Linked DNA regions of Mus musculus: all the other regions are linked to region 1. A link is a contact called in public ChIA-PET and promoter capture Hi-C data. All regions are on one chromosome and are shown on one strand. The core of a region is the stretch at or near the end of the contact, and the rest is flanking DNA. Distances in the headings are between cores, read along the strand shown. Region 1 holds the start of Hpgds (hematopoietic prostaglandin D synthase). Region 2 overlaps Gng12 (guanine nucleotide binding protein (G protein), gamma 12). Region 3 has its middle 28 kb from the start of 2610300M13Rik.

Region 1 (4,704 bases), core at 1,281-3,780:
ATTTTCAGAATTACATCTTTTGAGGGTACCAGAACAGGGTTAATCCAGAAATTGTACTTATTGCTTAGTCTTTCCTCCCACAGAGCATGATGAAGTGATATAGAAATGACATAAATTGATTCTGGAACAATCTTGAAAATTAATTTGACTTATTCTATTTCAGTATTTTTATGTCCCTATACATAAAAAGAATATACATGAAATCTTGCAAGTTAGAAAGAGGTATCTGGATACTTCTTCATCTCTAAGTGCTGCTTTAATAAGCTCTGGTCCGTTGTGTGCCACAGTCAAGGCTGTGCATAATGCTTTATGGAGATGGGGAGCTAACACAGGCCAGGACTGTGCTCAGTCCACAGCCTACAGGGAGCACTCAACATTTCAGCGAATTTATATGACTTTTACTTGTATTGTTCTTCACAGTGTCTGAGGAGGTAGACAAAGAAAACAGTATAATCACTTTTTTGAAATCTGGAAAAATAGACAATAATTCGTTTTCCATACATTTAGCCACTCAGTTAGTTTAGAAATTGAAACAAATACAGTTGGCCTTGCTGACTCCTCCATCCCAAGTTTGAATATTTCATCAGGCCAAGTTTTAGTTTCCTAAGTAACTGATTATGGTAGAAAACTAAATAAAAGATACCCAAGCTGACAAAGGAAACTTTGTGGATTTCCTCTGTAGACCTTTCTTCCCCAGCAACTCAGAGGCCACAAATGGAGGAGCAAGTGGGTTTAAATACTTCCTCTTTATCAACATAAAGGGAAAATGATGCGTGGGCTGATTTAAAATAAGATCCAGTGGAAGAGAAGCCCCCATGAAACATTGGTGAAGGATAATCTGGTCCTGATGTTGATCTCGTCCAGCTACAACCCTACCGTCGTTCATTTTGCAGCTGATTTTACACAGTTTTCAGTGAGAGCCTTTATCACTGTGTCCATTAACCTCACCTCAGACAGCATCTATTTCGCTTCTTGTAATGAGCAGAAAAGAGGCTGTACCCGTGTCTTCTTAAACTTTTTACAAATTAGTATTTATATTATTTACATTTATATAATTTTTATATTTATATTATGTATATTTATATTTTTCTCATTTATCATTGGAGGTTTTTTGTTTTCTTTTTCAAAGTAAAAAGAAGCTCGTTTGAAATGGATCTTATGACATGGTTGATAAGAGTTGCCCCTAGACCCAGATATAGCTGTCTCTTGTGAGACTATGCCGGGGCCTAGCAAACACAGAAGTGGATGATCACAGTCAGCTATTGGATGGGTCACACGGCCCCCAATGGAGGAGCTAGAGAAATTACCCAAGGAGCTAAAGGGAACTGCAACCCTATAGGTGGAACAACATTATGAACTAACCAGTACCCTGGAGCTCTTGACTATAGCTGCATATGTATCAAAAGATGGCCTAGTTGGCCATCACTGCAAAGAGAGGCCCATTGGACTTGCAAACTGTATATGCCCCAGTACAGGGGAACCCCAGGGCCAAAACGGGGGAGTGGGTGGGTAGTGGATTGGGGGGGTGGGTATGGCGGACTTTTGGGATAGCATTGAAAATGTAAACGAGGAAAATACCTAATAAAAATAAAATTAAATTAAAAAAAAAAAAGAGTTGCCCCTAGGTATGATTGTTCTGGGGACATGAAAAGCACCGTGTGGTTTCAATGTCTCATTGGGTAACTTCCAGATTTCAGGATGCACAGGCAGATATTTTATTGGACATTTTCAGTAAGCTGTGCTAATATTATCACTGAAATTAAACTTGTGTTATAATTTAAAGCTGATAGATATGAGTTCCTACTAGAAAAAGGTACTCTCATGGAGTATTTGAATCTTGTACACTAAGACTCTTTCAAACTGTGGACCTCTTCCAAGAAATGAGTGTAAACAGAACTCAAGCAACCATGCAAATGTAGTCTTTAAAAGTCTGACCCATGCCGAAATGCTAAGAGCGTTCAGCCATCAGATAGAGATCAGGGTCTATGTGACATGTCCAACAATCCTGTAGAAGGGAGAAAGCTCAAAAGAGGGAACATTGAAGCACTGGATGTTACAGACACTGCTTGTGTGAGGGCAGGGACCAAACAAATAAATCATGCAGTGAGGGACGTCATGATGAAGAGCAAACGGTGAGCAAACGGTGCGTGTGCTGGGGGTGGACGCGGGTGAGAAGGCACGGGGCAAAGGCGTCTCCAGGGAGACTGGGAAATGAAGTAAGACACTTTTGTCTCTGTAAGAAAACGTGACAGGGCTTGTTTTCTCATTCCCCAGAAGTCTGTGGTGTAAGACTAAGAATAAAGAGCTTGTAGCAATCTGTACACACAAGCACCTGTGACTGCGACTTTACTCTTTATGCAAATACGTTGGACTAATGTAGAGAGCTTGTGAAATGATGACAAAAGCTACCCAGAGCTCTTTACAGGCTGAACTTTGGACTCGTGCATCTCATGTGAGAAAGGCAGGAAGGCTTTTAGGTGGAGGAAGTGGCCTCTGGCTGTCTTGTGACTGCCACTCATCACAGAAACCACTGTACAGACAGGAACTGAGACACGGAGACACGGCACAGGAAAGGCTCTCTGCATAGGTAAGTGACACGAACTCTTTCTTCTTTCTGTTTGATTCTCCCCGTCTTCCCCAGCTTGAGACTGTTCGGTGGTCTATATGTTCCATCTTAACAGCGTCAGCTCACTCCAGGCTTTCATACACACATGGTCACGTAGAAATCGGATGACAACCTGTAAGAGCTGTGGATCCAAAAGCTTCTAGAAATTCCCTGAGCATCACCACCCCTGAAGGAAAAAGAAAATCCCATCTTGATCATCCTTGATAACATCTTTAGAACTCTCTTGGTAACTTTCTTTAGAATGTAAAGCAGTATAAATTTTCATTTATGCCCCTTCAACCCTGTATACGTGTGCACACACATGCATGTGAGTGTGCGCGTGCTCTGTGTGTGTGTGTGTGTGTGTGTGTGTGTGTGTGTGTGTGTGCGTGTGTGTGTGTGTGTGTGTGTCCGGGGGCTTTTTTTGCATCACATTCTATCATGTTAAGGCATATTTGGTTGAAATGTGTCTATGCTTGTCCAAGAATTGCTTCCTTCACCATTTGACAGTAGAGATAGTTTAAAAGATTTACTTCAGTTCAGATGGTTGAACTTAACAATCCTAAAGAGCAGTGTAGCTACTCCCTGTGCTCAGGTGTTAACATAAAGCAAGCCTCGAAAGTGGCATTTCTCTGGGGGTTTTTGATAGAAAATAGAGATCCCAGTTCACTGATTCAAAATTAAGCATCCAGTGTTTGAAATGAGCAACTTAGCAAATAAAGTGTCATCTATTTCTTTTTTGATCTACATTTTTTACTCCCTACCAGTAAATTGTCCAGGTCTGAACTAAAACTCCCCTCCCCCCTTGCACTATGAAATCGTGAAATCCTGTACGCTCCATCCCCTAGTTGTTAGGAGCAGTGGCTTCTGTTAGGAGATGCCAGCATGGGCAAGATGTCCAACATGGACAAGATGTCCTGTGAACAGTAGCTCCTCAGCTGCTCTCTGCATCCAGCTCCTGCATTTTAAAATACCAGACTCTACACAAATAGAGGTGCAAACAGTGTGCCGTGTCCACCACATGTGGGGTGGGGTTAAGACTGTCGGCAAGACCAGGGATGCTTCCAGTTGTGTACTCCAGACTCAAGCTATTGCAGAATTGCTGGACATGTGAAAAGAACGTGGCAGGGAACCCCAAGTATCTCTGAGTTCCAGATATCTTTTATTGAAGTGCGAGAGTTCAGTTAGGCCACTGGTGTTAAATAAATTATAAAATTGGGGTTGCAACTAGCCATCGGTGATGACTCTTTCTGCCAGAGAATTGGCTTTGGATTTCTATCATCTTTTAGACATACAGACTACAAATATTATACTATTTTTAACTTTATTACTTTAATCAAAATAGCACAACTGCCTAATCAGACTTAAGTGATCTTACCACAATTCACATTCTATTAATATTTACATTAAAGGTGTCCCTGTTGACCACTCCCACATATTTCTTATGATCAACTGAAATATCGATATTATGAAAAGTAAAAATTGATACAAACCTAATAGAGTGGAAGCACAAAAGACAGACTGCTTCTAAAAAAGCACCATTAACCTATGTGAAATGTCTCCCCACAAGGTTAGTAAATACTAAGAATTTAATCTTACCGTGGCTAGAAGTCTATTTAAGCTCATGTGTTGCCCAAGGCCTTTTCTGCTCAGCCATGTGCTGAGGAAATGCTCATGTTATTTTCCAAATATCTACCTACTCAATCAGAAACTTTGCATGACTTCCCTTGGAGTGTTAAGAAAGAAGATAAACTTTTTTGTTCTCTTCGGGGTAAACGCTATTTTCTCTATGTGACATTCTTACAACAGCATGGGAGAGGAAAGTTCACAAATGAAGTCACCAGGAAAAATGAGGCCAGCATGATGCCAGAGGTCTCCAGCTCTATTCAAATCAGGTCCAGTCAAAGCGGAGTCAAATAGCAGGAGTGGTGTTTTTGTCTGTTTGGGTTGGTTGGGACAAGGTCTCTCCATGTAGCTGTGGATGTTCTGGGGCTTATATAGGCCATGCTGGTCTAGAACTCACAAAGACACAAGTGCCTCTGCCTACTGACGATTGGGGTTAAAGGCATGTGCCACTATGCCCAACTTGGCCACATCTC
Region 2 (4,704 bases), core at 1,113-3,612, 1.8 Mb before region 1:
CCAGAGCAGCCCGTAGTCTTAACCACTGAACCATCTCTCTAGCCCCTCACCTGTCTACTTCTTAAAGCATAATCTTTCTGGAGCTTTTAAAGGTGAGACTTTGGGATTCTTTCTTAAAAACAAGGCATTCTTTTAAAAAAATGTTTATTGTATTTATTTATTGTGGTGAAGAGGTACACTCATGCCCTAGCATGCATGTGGAGGTCAGGAACAACTTGAGGGACCACATAGGTTCTGAGAATCAAACTCACACCAGACATGGCAGAAAGTGCCTTTGCCCACTTAGCCATTTTGCTGGCCCCCAAACAAGATACTGTGTTGCGAGTGAGTCTTATACACTGTATATTCAAATGCTGATTCCTGTGTCCAGAGATCTAATGACACTAGCTAGCACCGTTATGATTATGGAACCATCTGCTATACCAGTGTTGTGTAAGTATCGGACTGGTTGATAAGAAGCTGGTCAGCCTATGGCTGGGCAGAGGAGATAGGAAGGCTGGACTGTGATCCCAGCCAGGGGTCCCATGGAGAAGGAGAGGAAGGATCATGAAGAAAAAAGAGAGAGACCCAGTGGAGAGACCAAGAGGTGGCCATAAGGCAGAGGGTCTAAGAGGAGTCTTAACAAAGCAGGTTGCCAAGGGATTCATCATGAGGACACACATGGAGCAGAGCAAACCAGGGGCAGACTCAGATTGAAGGTCAAGAACCATGTGGCTGAAAAACAGCCCTAGAGGATTAGAACAGCTCAGAACCTGCCTAGCCTAGGCTTACAGATTGTTAATAAACTTAATCTTTGTTTCATTCATTTGGGAGCTAACAGGAACAGATAAGGACTTTGTGATTAAATTACAGACTACAATATTCTTAATTTTGAATCACTTGAGAATTCACAGCACAGTTCAAAGATCTCATCACATGGTAACATTACATATAACATAAATAAAACACACAGATTTCCTGCCCAGTGACCTCCTCCATAAGCACAATGTAACAAATTATGCATGAGTCTTGGTGGACTTTTATTTATGAAGTGTCTTTAATGTTTACATGGTCTTGCATGTGATGCGTATCCTCTCTCACTGTTGGTCCTCTCTGTGATATGCTACCCTCTCTCAGCAGTGGTTCTGTCTGATGTGGACCCTCTAACCATATAGGAATGTAAGCTTTTGGGTAGTACGTCCAAAAGAAGATAGTAAATATGAATTACAAAAGAAACACATTGTTATTCAAGTTAATATGACCCCACAAAGCCTCTTTCTCTCTTCTTTTTTTCTTTTCTTTTTCCTTTCTTTCCTTTCATTTTCTTTTCTTTCTCTCCCTTCCTCCCTCCCTCCCTCCTTTTTTTTTTTTTTTTTTTTTAAATGATCAGAAATCTGGACTCCTGGGATATGAGCACAATTTAACTCTGAATAAATTCCAGGGTCTCTGCTACCTGGACTAGCCCAGGCAGTCAACATAAACTGAGGATGGGCGACTTTTTGAGGGACCCTCACACTCCTGTACTTTTCTGCAAAGCTTCAGTGCAAACACTCTCAAACGCCTGTCTGCCCTAATACTGTTGTACATTTTCTTCTCCTCCTCACGGGGCGTGGGTGAGTAATTAATCTGTTAATAGTTCTTTGGCCAGTTTTGATGTATTTCTGGCAATATTCAAGGTTAAAACATTTCAGACGCCTAACACAAACCTCCATACGTCTCCAATTCTTTCGTTCCTCTACCCAGAAAGGAAGGTGGTACGAGAGCCCTTTGCAGACTTGGGAGAGGGTGGGAAGAACACTGAGAGCAGGAGGGTGGAGGAGAGCTGAGACTCACGAGCTCACAGCAACCGTGGTTATCTGCTCATGACCTGCACAACACTGAATCCATCAACGTTCATGACGTCTCACTGTGCCCTGAGGAGCTAATGTGGTTAATGGTTGCCAGGAAAGGGGAAGTCATTTTCTTGAGTGCTACACCACTAGTAACTTGCCCGTGGTCTGGTAAATAACCAAGTGTGGTTACTTAAGCAACCCTAATTAAACTCTGTGAGACACTGAGTCACAAGCAGATTCTAAGACATGAAAGGGATGAGCAGCAGAAAGAAGAGGGCACAGGATAGGGTAAGAGAGGGTAAGGAGGTGAGTGTGGTCAAATACATACATGTTTAACAATGTGAAAGAATAAGTAAATGAAGATTAAAGTAAGGCAAGGACTGGAAGGCAGGCAGGCTCACAGGTACCGTTCTGGCAGAGAGTATCAGTACATGGTTAAATGAATCAGCATCACTTGTAACTTCAGCTCAGGAAAAGCCAATGCTCTCTTCTGGCCTTTGTGGGCACCCACGGACATGGCTACATTCATACTTTTTTTTTTAGCTTTTTTTTTTTTTTTTTTTTTTTTTTTTTAAAGGCAGGGGTAGGGATGAAAACTCTTACATATACAACAGAGAGTATTTTCCAGTGTTCCTCCTAGATTCAAAACCAATAGAATCCTCAGTTCAGGATTTGTAACTCCTGAACCCCTTAATAGGGTTATCAGAATCCCACAGAAAAATCCTGTCCATCTTTTGTTTTTCTTTTTCCCTCCACTGTTTTATGTGCAGTACCACTCCTGGTCACTGGGCAGACAGCTCCCAAAATGTTCCTGCTGACAAAGTCTGGGTTTCTGTGTAGGGATGCTGGGAGCTCTGGATGGGTGGCCAAGCTGAGGTCAATTCAATGAGACCTGAAGGGACACCTGGGGAGGACACAGGAAAGGATTCTGTGTCCTCAGCAAAATTAGGAGTGTATTACTGGTGCTTTAAAGCTGGCTGAAAGGCTGTGACAGCCATTTGGTGACCATGAGAAATTTAAAATTAAAAAGCAATGCAACCAAGGGGGTAAGTTAATGAGCCGAGACAAGCATGGACCTTTAATGACAGTAAAGAAACAGCTGCCTCCTTCATGATATAGCCCTTAACATTTCAAGGTCATGACTGGTCAGTTTGCTTTTCTGATATGTTTAGCCTTAATATTCATAAAATGGCAGGGCTTGCAGATTTAGGAACATTCACTTTATCGAACTTGCAACTGACAGGACAAATGTGACGTACTCAGGATGTATTTGTGCCATCTAATTCAGGAGCCTCTGGGCTCCCCCCCCCCCCCCCCCCCAGAGCAGCTGCTCCATCCACCAATCAATCAGGGTTGCCTTCTTTCATTTCCTTCTGCCAACAACTAAGTGCTGAACCAGTAATTTACAATGGACACTCCATCAGGCATAGAAGATACAAACACCTCAGGGGACACAAAACAACTATACCCATTTTAGAGACAAAGACACTGAGGTTCTTGGGGTCTAAATGTTTTCCTACATTAAAACTCTGTTTAACCTCTTTGGGATTCAACTATCTGAATGTTTTGCCTTATGCTTTTCACTGTGCAATATATGCCACATGTGTCTCACTGTGCTTCAAATGTTAGGCATTGCTTCAGTTGCCTAATTTACATGTAACAAGAAAAGTACACTGCCTTTTGATATTCTACAATTCAGGTGAAAAGCTAAGCCAACAGGCACTTAGCAGGGCAGGGTTTCTTTTACTGCCATTATAAGAAGAACTGGGAGCATGAGGACACAGGAAAAGGGCAATACACAATGAGGGAAGATGTAAAGACAGACCCATAGCGCCAACACAGGTTCCCACCTACATGAAAATATCAATCTGCATTCATAAGAACACCAGAATTCACGTTTGCAACTCAATAAAATAATGGAAACTGGCCCTTCTTTCTACTGCTTCTCTTTAGAGTCGTTATATTATCAATGTTGAAAATTTTTATGAACTATATGCTCACAATTAACATTTGACCAGTTTTAAAAGGCATGTCTTTGTGTCCTTGAAAACATGAATGCTCTCCTTTCTTCCTTATTATTATTATTATTACTTTTTGATCACGGTGCCTTCTTGACAAAATATATCCATTTATTTACAGACTAAACATGTATACTGCTCCTAATGTCTGAAGGCCTCCCAAGAACGAACGCTGTGTGGAACCATACATTACTGTACTACAGATGCAGGTATGTTAGGCTCCATCCCACAGCGTCATGTGCCTCGCCTTGCTGGGCTGGCATGCCAACTATTTCTTCATCCTTCTCTTGGTTAATTCTGGCTAATTCAAGAAGTTCTAAACTTAGATGCAACAGTAACAACAGAAACGGTGCTATTTCCTGAGTATTCTACCACAATGCAGTCACACTGGTAAGTACTTTCCTGTGAATCCCATTTCAACCTGGTCTTACAGTGTAATCCCAAAGTATACAGACCAGAAGGCAGGCACTGAACATGTTTGCTGGCTGCATGATAATTTAACTTGGGTACCTTTCATGTCCACAGTTCGAAGTAACAGAATTATCAGACTTTTTATAGAGGAAAAGCTAGTTAATTTAAGCCAAGGCTGACAGAAGCAGGCTACTTAGCCTCGCCTCAGCTCACTGTTCTTGAAGCTCTGGTTTGTTCTCATTTGGAATATTTTATTAGTTAAAAAGTGCCATATAAAAAATAAAAATCATGCACACCAAGGTAAATTCTCAGATTAGTTTTCTTCCTTCCTTTCTATCTCTCTCTTTCTTTCTCTCTCTCTCTCTCTCTTTCTTTCTTTCAAGATTTACTTATAAGAATAAATATGTAGCTGTCTTCAGACACACCAGAAGAGGGCAACGGATCCCATTACAGATGGTTGTGAG
Region 3 (4,704 bases), core at 1,650-4,149, 1.3 Mb before region 1:
AGGTGAGAAGTAGGATGTTTTCAGTTTCTGCGAGCACTAACCGCTTAACAAGAATGCAGACTTTGGTCTAAAGGAGTGCCAAGGCAGCCTCTGTGTCAGAGCAGTGTGCTGACTTATGGCAGCAGGCTCAGCTCAGCATGGATTCTGTAAGTAGGGAAGCTGCTGGGAGTGACCCCAGAGGCATGTCTGCAGCAAGTCATGAGCAACTGCAGCTAAACATGATTGTTGGACCGTGAAGTACTTCCCAAAGGAATATCAAATGTACAAAGGTCGGGAAAATCCTTCTTAAACATGGTCTCCTACAGTATGCAGAATAGGATCTCACATGAGAACTGGATTTTTAAAAAACAAATTCATCACAAGTGGTTAAAAGAAATGGTAACCAATAATAGATTGGAAATTGCCTAAACTATGTGTTGGGCTTGCAAAGAAAAACCTCATGTAAGTAGTTGGTAAGGATTAAAATTGGGCCATCAAAGTAATATATTAGAGAAATTGTAAAACTGCTTTATATGTCTCAAAAGTCTGAGAAATTTGCATTTTCATTGTCATGCAATGACACATATGATATCATAGAACATTATAAGCTAACAAATTATCAGGCTTTCATATTTTTGTTTATATCTCCACAATAGAGCCACGACATCATAACAGAAATCAGACCACTTCAGAATTATGTAGGTTTAATATTTGTCTTGATAAAAATGCCAACTCACTGCAGCCTTGCTTCTAAAATGGAAACGTCTATTTAAAATTTTACTTCAAATATTAATGTTAAAATTGTATGCACTGACTAGGAACCTGTAAGGTGGTTCAACCATAGCTGTAAAACATAAACCTTTTGAATAATAGATGCATTCTTCACAGCATGTAAAATATCATTTATTTTTAGGTAGTCTCTGACATCTAGGATATATTATAAATAAGGTTATAATGTTAAAGGCAGTTGTTCTTTCCTTAAGTACTTGTTCAAATATTATATGAGAGAACCAAGAAAGAAATACAGACTGATGCAATTAGGGATGATTCTCAAACAGGAAAGAAAGAGGCCCATGGAAAAGATTTAGAATCTTGGAGGATGCTGTCAGCTTGGGTAAATGTCTGGGCTTTTTTTTTTTTTAAATGAATATGGAAGCAAAGATATAAACAGCCAAGATAAACACTTCTCATATTCTGTAAATGCCTATGAAAATAATGAGCATGTTGAGAACCCCGCTGAAGGGTTCAGTTACATTGACTCTGTTGTGTACCCAGGGCTGTGGCTTTGTAGTCTCTTCTCACCTCTACCTTTAGATGAAGACAGGTGTGTTTGTTTTGTTTTTTTTCAGTGTTAGTGGAAGAACTGAAGCACTTACCTCAACATGGAGTCTTATGGTCAGTCTGTGTGTGCCTATTCACCTGTGTACTGAATGGTTTCTATGGTCACCAAAGTCAAATCCATTTGAGTGAGATGAAAATTCTGACCTGACTTCACTGGTAACTCAACCATGTTCAAACTGTCAGTGTGAAAACGCAACATGTGGTTGCTGTAAGAGAAGCATCCTGTCATGGTTAGGCATGATCACTCTCCCCTAGATGGAAGTCATTATGAAACACACAGAACGTGGATTTCTTGTCAGTCCCTGCTCTGTGGCTCAGGCAGAGAAGTGTGCTGTAGTGACAGATTATGAGCATATCTGAGACACTTTCAAGAAAGCCTCAGATGATTGAGTTTTATGTTTCAAACAGCCCCACCTTGGTAAGAAAGAATAGCCTGAAGGTTTTGAATCTGGGTTGCTTTTATGTGTAAATTGGTATGGTACAGTCTGACTACTCTTAAGTTGTCACTAGAAATTATAGCTTAAGGTTTCTTTAAAGCCCATGATCTCTGCCAGGTTTAACAATACCCGAGTCATCTGGTGGCATAGGAGGCATTCAAAGTTCCTTTCAGTGGGGCCATTTTACATCTGAAGTCTAACTTGTAACGTCTTCACTCTCTCTAGTACAATGACATTTATGAGTAACAGCAAGCAGCCACAGGAAGCAGCAATGATGATCAGTAGTAAATCCACCTCTCTGACAACAAAAATAGTGACGTCATTGCCATATTAGTCTTATGAAGAAGAACATGCCGGGGTCTATACCTTTTCTACAGAAAGCAACCAAAGAAATTACTTTAGAAATAGACCCTAGGGCTGTAGACTGGGAGAGATCAAGCAATGTAGCTAATATTTCAAGGACCAGGGGGCAGTTCAGGAAGCTCTATAATGAAAAATAAAGAAATTGATATATAACAGTGACATTTAGTGTCTTTCCAAAATGGTTAAAGCCAACACTCTTAGCAGACTAAGGGGCCTACAGGTCGACATGGCCTGTCATAGGAAAATGTCACAGGCTGCGAGGCTGAAACAACCTAAATTTATTATCCCATTGTCATGGAGGCTAGAAGTGCAGATTAAGATCCAGCAGTGGCCGTTTCTGAGGATGATGCACATCTGGGCCTGAAGAGACTATTTCTAGCCGTCCTTATGTTAGGCAGGTGGACATCTTTAGTGTCTCTTCCTCTGTAATGACTCAGTTGCATCTGATAAATCTCCACCTTAATCAATAAGGGCAGGATATGGACGTAGGTAAGGCAGATTTAGAGTGAGCATTCTTCTCCTTGGGTCAAAGATGGAGATGTTCCTGGTCTTATTTCAGTTGAAGGCTAGAAATGCCGGGAGGATTTCTGGCCTCTGAATCCTGGACTAAGTTCTAAGTGATTTTAGGCTTACCTCTCTAGAATGGGGGATGTTAGAGTAGCCTTTGAGATCCCTGAAGCTTTAAACTCTGCTTTCCATTTCCCTCATAACACAAGAAAGGGGAACATCCTTTGTACTCTTTTAGATCTGGTCAACAGAGTGGTAATTCTGGTCTTGAGCAAAGACGTGTACATTTCCTCCCAGAAGCCCTCAGTGCAGCTACTCACAGAGCTGCTGCTGTGCAGCTGTGCTAAGTCTGACTGCTTTTTTTTGTTGTTGTTGTTTTTGTTTTTTCAAGACAGGGTTTCTCTGTGTAGCCCTGGCTGTCCTGGAACTCACTTTGTACACCAGGCTGGCCTCGAATTCAAAAATCCGCCTGCTTCTGCCTCCCAAGTGCTGGGATTAAAGGCGTGCACCACCACCGCCCAGCTCTGACTGCTTTTCTGAGTTAGGATTTTTTTTTTTATACTTTGAAAAAGTCTGTTTCTTAAACTGGCCAAAGTTCAAGTATGGCTTCTCTGGTACTTTGGGCTTTCTCACTCTTTCTCTCTTTAGGCTACCTCCACCTCTCCCCCTGCCTTTGCTGAGTAGTTGCTTGCTCTAGGTAGCTGCTTGAAGATGCCCAGTGCTGAATATCCTGTTCTAACACAAAAGGCATGGCATTTTCCATTTCTCCTCTCCTTATCCCAGTAGCTTCTTTACGCTGGTTTTTTTTTCTCTTAGATTTGAATAAAATTGTCTATGAGCTTCCTATTAAGTTGTTTTAAAATTCTTTTATCAATGAGACTAAAAGCCAAGTGAGGAGACCCCAGTTTCCCTAGTAGCATAGGGCCAGTGGTTTTGGGTGAGAAAATTATACAGAATAGTTTTATTTATTTATTTTTTAGATTTATTTACTTATTTCATATATGTGAGTATACCATCACTGTCTTCAGACACAACAGATGGGTTGCCCATTACAAATGCTTGTGAGTCACCATGTGGTTGCTGGGAATTGAACTCAGGACCTCTGGAAGAGCAGTCAGTGCTCTTACCCACTGAGCCATCTTTCCAGCCTTACAGAATAGTTTTACTAAATCCATATCAAAAATGATAATCTGAAAATATAAGAATTCCACTTTTTATTATTGTCCTGGCTTATTTGGTCATAGCCTATGCCATTCTCAGAAGAATTTTCTCCTTAGCAATTATTTTTAAACTTGTAATATATGTGTCTTACTTAGATTTTAAGTATTCAACATGTTTAAATTACCAAAATAATGTATCTTAAAACATAAAATAGAAATACCATGGGAAATATGTGCTAGGATATTTATATATGGAAACTTTGATTACCAGGTTACAAAAGACTGAAATTTCATTTGCTTATAGTCTATAATAACCATTTATGTTTATGTTCCTACTGGTTTAATATCTTCTCCTGACCCATTACATTCAGAGCCTGAGGTTTGTTTGTTTGTTTGTTTGTTTGTTTGTTTTTTAAACAAAGTCTTGATATTTGCCAGATGGAATTAGAAGTTGTTCTGGTCTAATTCTAATTGTCATAACCCACTTCACAATTCCATTATGGATGAGGTCATTAGTGAATAACATCATTCTCACTTGTTCCTAGACTGTAACAACGAAAAAGGCTTCTTTTCAGAATTAGTGCAGGACAGAGTTCCTAAATATCTCTCTCTCTCTCTCTCTCTCTCTCTCTCTCTCTCTCTCTCTCTCTTTCTCGCACACGCATGTGCACACAGACATATGTTTGTACATACAAACACAAACTATACAAGTTGAGTTGAAAACATTTGACTGGAGGAATGTCTATGTTGTGGGTGGTTATGAAATGCCACAGGCTTTAGGAAATAGTGAGCTGTGTAAAAGATTGGCCAGCAGAAAAGGAACAGGTCACCAAGAGTCACTGAATGAATTCTGCAGAGTTCAAAGCATTTAGCATCTCTTTTGCATTATTTACTCCTTCAGGTTCCTTGCAAGCTCC

Evidence for each region. Promoter capture Hi-C pulls out the DNA fragments that hold promoters and counts their contacts. ChIA-PET counts read pairs in DNA pulled down with a chosen protein or histone mark.
Region 2: a promoter capture Hi-C map of pre-B cells shows a contact between it and region 1, with 2.1 times the contacts expected there. The contact joins the enhancer-like site here to the promoter of Hpgds in region 1. A contact is called at or near these places in 2 of 39 promoter capture datasets (pre-B cells and stem cell-derived epiblast-like cells) and 2 of 9 other capture datasets (liver and macrophages).
Region 3: a contact with region 1 is called in an RNA polymerase II ChIA-PET map of memory CD8 T cells, with 7 times the contacts expected there. The contact joins the enhancer-like site here to the promoter of Hpgds in region 1. A contact is called at or near these places in 10 of 39 promoter capture datasets (the 3T3-L1 cell line, 3T3-L1-derived adipocytes, HPC-7-derived erythroid cells and 6 more), 1 of 115 datasets of contacts at active chromatin or transcription factors (memory CD8 T cells) and 1 of 9 other capture datasets (liver).

What each region holds. Positions count from the first base shown.
Region 1 is chr6:65,142,556-65,147,259 of GRCm38.p6, reverse strand. Hpgds (hematopoietic prostaglandin D synthase) reads left to right here and starts at 2,530. Exons shown (of 6, transcript NM_019455.4): 1 at 2,530-2,587.
Region 2 is chr6:66,927,094-66,931,797 of GRCm38.p6, reverse strand. The region is part of intron 2 of Gng12 (guanine nucleotide binding protein (G protein), gamma 12); the gene reads right to left. Among named protein-coding and RNA genes, the nearest start is that of 4930597O21Rik, 5.3 kb to the right of the region's middle. Within about 2 kb of position 2,362, at least 100 of the 459 cell types and tissues checked have an H3K27ac peak or open chromatin away from gene starts, as enhancers often do. A contact at or near this core is called in pre-B cells, where this site is marked.
Region 3 is chr6:66,492,091-66,496,794 of GRCm38.p6, reverse strand. It overlaps the pseudogene Gm19764. Among named protein-coding and RNA genes, the nearest start is that of 2610300M13Rik, 28 kb to the right of the region's middle. Within about 2 kb of position 2,899, at least 23 of the 459 cell types and tissues checked have an H3K27ac peak or open chromatin away from gene starts, as enhancers often do. A contact at or near this core is called in memory CD8 T cells, where this site is marked.